2 separate regions of the Mus musculus genome follow, and region 2 is linked to region 1. A link is a contact called in public promoter capture Hi-C data. All regions are on one chromosome and are shown on one strand. Each heading gives the region's core, a stretch centred on a gene start, on an enhancer-like site or on the middle of the called end of the contact. The rest is flanking DNA. Distances are from core to core; before and after follow the strand shown. Region 1 holds the start of Nat8f4 (N-acetyltransferase 8 (GCN5-related) family member 4). Region 2 holds the start of Tgfa (transforming growth factor alpha).

Evidence for each region. Promoter capture Hi-C pulls out the DNA fragments that hold promoters and counts their contacts.
Region 2: a contact with region 1 is called in a promoter capture Hi-C map of liver, with 2.9 times the contacts expected there. The contact joins the promoter of Tgfa here to the promoter of Nat8f4 in region 1. A contact is called at or near these places in 5 of 39 promoter capture datasets (the HPC-7 cell line, hippocampal neurons, liver and 2 more) and 1 of 115 datasets of contacts at active chromatin or transcription factors (pancreatic cancer cells).

Annotation. Positions count from the first base shown.
Region 1 is chr6:85,903,241-85,906,553 of GRCm38.p6, reverse strand. It overlaps Nat8f4 (N-acetyltransferase 8 (GCN5-related) family member 4), which reads left to right and starts at 1,616. Exons shown (of 4, transcript NM_029331.3): 1 at 1,616-1,842.
Region 2 is chr6:86,193,452-86,196,764 of GRCm38.p6, reverse strand. It overlaps Tgfa (transforming growth factor alpha), which reads right to left and starts at 1,543. Exons shown (of 6, transcript NM_031199.5): 1 at 1,220-1,543. The coding sequence starts at 1,259.

The DNA.
Region 1 (3,313 bases), core at 367-2,866:
GCTCCTACATCCCCTTTCCTCACAGCACATTCTAGGTAGAAATGAGAAGTTTTTCCAAAGCATAACACAGGCTCTGGACTTCACTGGTTACTGTAGAGACCATTGTTCTTACATGGGCTCAAACTGCCCTTTGAGAGTCATGAGAACTTCTGTTAACTTCCTTCCTGGGAAATGGAAACACTTTATTTGTTTTCTTGATCTGAGGCTCACAGGGATCAAACACACCTCAAGGAGAAAATAAGAGCTTCACCAATCATCTTCCAGACACACATTAATAAACTGTACCAGCAGCACACAGGCCAAAGTGGAGGATGTGTTTAGTAACTGGCATTGCTTACAGGGTTGCTTCGGGGCAGCTCATCCCTGCACTGGCATTCACAGTGTGGTGGGGCATTAGAGGTGTTGTGGAGCTGGCTAACTTGGACACTGGCATTAGTAGTGCAGACAGTAGCAGCCTCACACCAACACTGACTGAGGAGTTCCTGCCACCTCTTTATCCCACTCTTTCCATGGTAGGGACGCCAAGTAAAGCACCAGGATCACACAGTGGAAGGTTTTGTTTTGTTTTGTTTTGTTTTTTAGAGACAGGGTTTCTCTGTGTAGTCCTGGCTGTACTGGAACACACTTTGTACACCAGGCTGGCCTCGAACTCAGAAATCCATCTGCCTCTGCCTCCCACCTGCTGAGTGTGTGCCACCACCGCCCAGCCCAAGAACTAGCTCTTAACAGTCCTCCTCTGACTTGAACATGTAGATTATGGCTCCCTTGCCACCCCTCCCAGCATTTTCAAGTAGAGTCTGGGTGTGGGGTTCTCACCATCCCAGTGCTCATGCGAGTCCAGCAAGAGCATTACTCCTTGCCTCGTCTTCCCAGCCCCTAACGGTGTTGATTGCTTAGGTACTTGTTATGTCAGGAAGAATGTTTAGACAAACCTGATGACTTTCCGTTTGAGATGTTAGGTAACATTTGTTTCCACCCTCTTCAATGATATCAGAATTGAAGTGACATTTGCTAAGATATCTTTCAAAACCACTAGTAGCTAAAAAATACAAGGAACTAGTGTTTTCTCTGTCTGAGACATCTCTGGACCGCCTTCTTCCTCAGTCATGGGCTTCCTTTCTCTCAGATACAAGCTTTCCTTTCAAGTGGTTGAACATATTTTCCATGTAGTTCTCATCGTCATTTTTCAGTTTGTCGTGGGAAATCTGATGGTGGCCACCAAATTGGCCATGGGTCAAACATCATAAGAATTATTCAGAGCCTGAAGCATCCTCACAAATGAAAATGTGCTCTGCACACAGGTCTCTGTGGGTGAGTAACACTGATCTAGTTGTTTTACTTTTCTCTGACTCTTTATGGACTGTAGTTTCATGACCTCGAGGTATGTTGTATACACAAGATTATTAAAGTAGTGAAATGAGTGTTTTTTTTTTTAATTAGAAACATCGTGATTGAAGGCAAAGTCTGAGTACCTACTGAGCATGAAGCCTTAGAGACCAGTAGAGACACACTCCTACAAGCACAAGATCTTCAGTGGCCTCTGCTCTCTGATCCTGCCTCAGCCTCGGATCCTGCCGCCAGGGGGCGCCGCGCGTCCAGAGCAGCGCTGAGGCGCGCACCCCTTTCTTACACCTGCTCTCACACTTGGCCTTGGAGGGGGCGCAGTGAACTTGGGCCAGGAGTCTGCTCACCATCTCAGGAGAAAAGTGTCCGCAAGGCAGGAGAAGCACTCGCTGGGTCAGTTCCTGAGAGCGGAGCTCACCTTTAGTCTCGGTCGTCCCAGAAAGATCTTCCCCACGGAAACAAGTCCGCCACTTCCGGAAGACACAGTTCCCGCCCAAGGTGAGAGCTGCTGAGCTGCTGAGCTGCTCAGGAAGTCTTTCAGATGCTGGTGGGTGTCGCCCTCACCTTCTTCCGATGAGTCTTCCTCAGCACAGAGCCTGAGTTGCTGACAGAGAGGAAAACAGGTGCTTTTCAGGAAAAGGTGGAAATTGAAATGGTGTTTTGAGTCGTGCCTTTGTTCTTAGCCAGCCTCCTGGCTCTCCTTAGAAACCCTCAGGTTCTCCCTGGGGTGGAGACAGAGTACCACCACGGGAAGATTCACTGCCCTTTGCAAGAACATTCTGGACTCTTATCAAGTGGGCTCTCAGGAGGAATTAGGGAGGCATCCACTTGGGGAGGTGAGTGAGTGTTTTTGATTGAAGGAGCTCCAGGAGTGCTTGGAAGACTGGGGCCACATTAACACCCTCAACCAAGAGGGGCGTTCCTCAGGACACTGAGTTTTCCCGGACACTATGTTAAACCGAGGTGAAACCTCCTGTTTTTGGCATTGTGGAGGCAGTGAATGGCTTAAGATCAAGGCACTGCTCTTAAGGAGGCCACCAAGGACAGAATGTGTGAGAAGCAACAAGGACCTGCCACTGCAGGTTCTTATCCTTATTCTGCAGCAGAGACTCAATTCCAGTAGCACAAGAGACCACAAATAGGCTTTTTCCCTGAGGATTGACTAAGCTAGGGTATTGGGGGATGGGTGGGTAGGTGGGTCTGTGACATAGCAGGAGTAGCTTCTGGCTTTGGCAGGAATGTGCCCTTGCTGCTGGGTAAAGCTGGGAACAGAACTCAGGTCCCCATCTGAGTAGACTATAACCATGTAGCCTACTCCTGTAGTCCCACTTAATGCTACCTAGGCCTCAAAGAGTCTACAACCTACCAAAACAGTGACACCATTTGGAGACCAATATTTAAATGTATAAACTTATAGGGAGCATTTTGCCTTCAGTCGGTAACAGCAGCTTTCACCAGGACCTGGGTTCCAGCTTCTGGTTTACCATATGAAAGAAAACTGAAGGCAGCATGGACAGACAAGCCATGAGTTTCCTAAGCATGGCCTTGCCCCAGTAGGGTCTTAGTTATTCTTTTATAGTCATGTGCTCATGGTGTTCAGCCCCACCTGAATCCTGTTAAATCTACTGTCAATTTAGCTCCAAAATGTATGTCCACATGGTTGGAGGCTCAGAGGTCTTAATGTCTTCACTCTGGTCTCAGTGAACTTTGTGTCTCTTGGTTCTCTGCCAACCCAACTGATTCCTTTGTCAACTCAGACAAGGCTCTCCTTCAGACCATACAAACCATGAGATGCTGACAGATCATGGAATGCAAGATGGTGGCAAATCACACCCCTGAGTGAATTAACCATAAGTCATGCCTTTTGTTTCTGCCAGACTCACTTCAGAGCCTGACCTCAGGTAGCTTGGTTTCTTTCAAGCAAGGTTGTTCTCCTTGTCTAGCTGCTTTGTGAGCCATCTGGGGCCCC
Region 2 (3,313 bases), core at 294-2,793, 290 kb before region 1:
ACTTCAGGTGAGGGCAAAGCTGGGAACATCTCAACGTGTCCCCTCCTGCAGCAGAAGGAGCCTTTTTAATGCAGGATTGCCAGAGAACTGTGGATGCTTCCTCACTGTGACAGGCTGCTACTCTGGGCACATTTTAGGGAGGGGAGTTATAAACACCTTCTGGGGTCTATTGTCAATAGCGGGGGGTGGGGGGGGTGGGGGACGATTGCAAACATCTTACTTTCTAAGGCTTTAATTATTAATAGTTAATTAGAACCAGGTTCTCAGTTTCAAACTCGCTATATATGGCTGAGGGTAGTAGTATGATTCTATTGTTTCTACCTTCTGAGCACTGGGGTCACGAGCCCGGCGGGGAATCCTACCCAGGGTTTGGTGCCTGAAATACTCTGGCCACTGACTTACAGCTTCAGCCCTCTTACAGGGTTTTAAATGCTGAAAACATCAGACAGAAAGATTCACAAGGCGGCAGCAGTGACTGGGACACCCGGGTACTTCAGTCCACTCTGTCAAACAGACTCTGCACCAGGTAGCTGAGAGTAGCAACACACACTTGCGAGCTTCGAGCTTCGCAGCGGCCGTTCCTCCCACCACCCAGACACCAGGGGATTAGAGGGGGACGATTGTCCCCTCCCCCACTCGCGTTTATGTCCAAGAACCAACTCTGAGGAAACTGGTTATACTCAGGTGTTACTCCCGCCTCCTCTGACAGGGACACCAAGACTCCCATGTAAGCTCATTAACAGGACAATTAATCCGCACCAAAAAAAAAATTAAAAAATTAAAAGAAAATAAAATCACAAACCCACCCAACACCTAGGAGAGCTTCAAGTCGAAGGCTAAGGGTACGGATGCGCAACGCATGCTCCCGCCCCCAGGGACTCGAAAGGGGCTCAGGCCAGGGCCACCTAGGGGTCGCACTGGGACAACCTGCGCTTAGGCGGCTTTGAAGAAGCCCGGCTCGGCGACCAGCAGGTAGGCAGGAGGGCGTGGGCACCGGCGAGCCGACGACGCGCAGAGTAAAGTTCAGGCCGGATCTCACCTCCCGGCGGCCACCTCGCTAAGACTGTCCCCCACTTCACAGTTCTTGGTGACTCCCGGTGGCTCGCACGCTCCCACCCACTCCAAACACCCGCCTCTCTTCTGTTCTCCCAAGCGGACTCAAGAGAAACGCAGAGATCAGGCTGGAGCGGCCCGGGAACATCGGGTGTTGCCTACATACCCAGCGCTAGCAGAGCGAGCTGTCCGGTCGCGGGGACCATCTTCCGAGCGCAGGGTGCTGCAGCCACCGCGCTCCCTGCGGTTGGCGAGTAGCCGCGCGCCGCCGCGGTGTGCGCGGGGGAAAAAGGCGCAGGCGACAGGGCCGGCCCCCCGGCGCGCGGGCGGAGGGACGACCGCGCCTCCCGGTGGCACTGGCCGGCGCGCTGCCCGCGGCGGAAACGGGAAAGAGGTGGAGGTTCCCGCCACCTCTCTGCCTTAGGCGACCGGGGAGAGGCGGACCACCCTCCCGCGATGGGGCGCCCCCGAAGGCGCAGGGGTGGGGACTGGAAGCCGGGGGCGGGGACCTGCGCCCCGATCGCGACAGCCAGTCACCACCCTGGGCCAAGGGCCAGGCAGGAAGCGCCTGGCTTCAGACACCTCCCTGCAGTGCTTGCGCCCAGGGTCGCCGCCCGAGTCCCCTGCGTAGTAGCCGCGTCCAGGCTGTAGGCGGCGGAGCGGAGTCGCTCAGGATCCAGTCACCTGTGCTAGGGGCTTCTCCAAGACACGCTTGAGCAGGAGACTGGAGACCCAGGAGCTTGGCCAGTTACCTGGCAAGGTCTGACTCAAGAAAAGCGCTCTCTTCATAGTCAGCCAAACACTCATTAAAGTCGAATTTCCACCTGTGTCCCCATCCTTGCTGGCCCCACTCTGAGTCTCCAGATACATTGTGAAGATCAGGGAATCTCTGTGTACCATGAACTTAATCTCGCATCAACCCTACTGTTCCACTGCTTCGGGGAAGCAGGAGCCGGAACAAGAGCTGGCTTTGTTACAATTAAGTGCAGAACTAAGGAGAAGCTGGTGGTGGGGGTCAGCTAGATGGCCCATTCAGGGGTTGTGTCTTTGAGATGGCCCCTGAATATGAACTATGAGAGGGAAACACAAGAAGGGAAGACTTCTTTTGGATAGAGAATGAATGGCCTGTGGGAGTTTGGGGATGTGTGTGTGTGCACATCCATAGGGGACAGTAACTCCAGAGAGACCACGACTAGGCATAGAGTAATCAGACTGACCCCTCTCCTGCTTCCTGCTGCCTAGCTGCTCGAGAGAAGACCCACTCTCCTAGCAGGTGGGGCGTTGGTCGGGTGTGTTGGACTTGGGATTCTCTTGCTGTCTCTTTAGCTGGATGCTCAAAGTTTCAGAGTTGAAAATTCCAGTTTATTGTAAGAACAAAGGACCTCGTCGATTCCAAAAGAAGGCCCAAGCGATTGGCCCTAATGTGTGGGTACTGTGTTAATTAACCAGCTTTCTGTTGCTGAGACAAAATGCACGCGGTAAGCAACTTAAAAGGAGATTTGGTTTTCTGTTCTAGTTCATGCTCCCTTGGCCAGTCTTGTAGCTTTGGGTCTGTGAAGGGGAAGGACACAATAGTGGGGAGCATGCGTCTCAGCTCAAAAGCAGGGGAGTGGGTCCCAATATCCCCTCCAAGGGTACACTCCCAGTGTTCTAACTTCCTCCAATAGGGCCCCACCTACTGAAGTCTCCACCATCTCTCTCTAGCGCCACCCACTGGGGGCCCAACCAAGCAGCAAAATGAGCTTTTAGGGGAGGAAAAAAAAACCCCTCCCAAACCAAAAAAACCAAACAAGCCAAACAACAACAAACAACAAACAACAAAATGGCGTTAAGTCCAAGCATCCTTTTGTCTTAATTGATTGATTAATGTTTTTGGAGACAGGATCTCACTATGTAGTCTCATCTGGCTTTGAACTCACAGAAATCTACCTGATTCTACCTCCAGAGTGACAAGATTTGAGACCTGTAGAGCCACACCAAGCTCCAAGTTCCCCCCCCCCCTTTTTTTTTTGAAAAAAAAAAAAGTTTATATTGCTTGTATAAGTTTTTTGATGGTATATGGTACATGTGTGTCTGGAGTCTGATCCTCCAGAACTATATAGGACCTGCTCCTCTGGCTCCTGACCCCCTGGAGCTGGTAACATATGATTACATACTACCAAGTGCTGGGAGCTGCTGCAAGATAACACGGGCTCTCACCCACCGAGCCATCTCTCCAGTCCCACCATAAGAGGAACAGTTAAGACCTGCACCATAACAG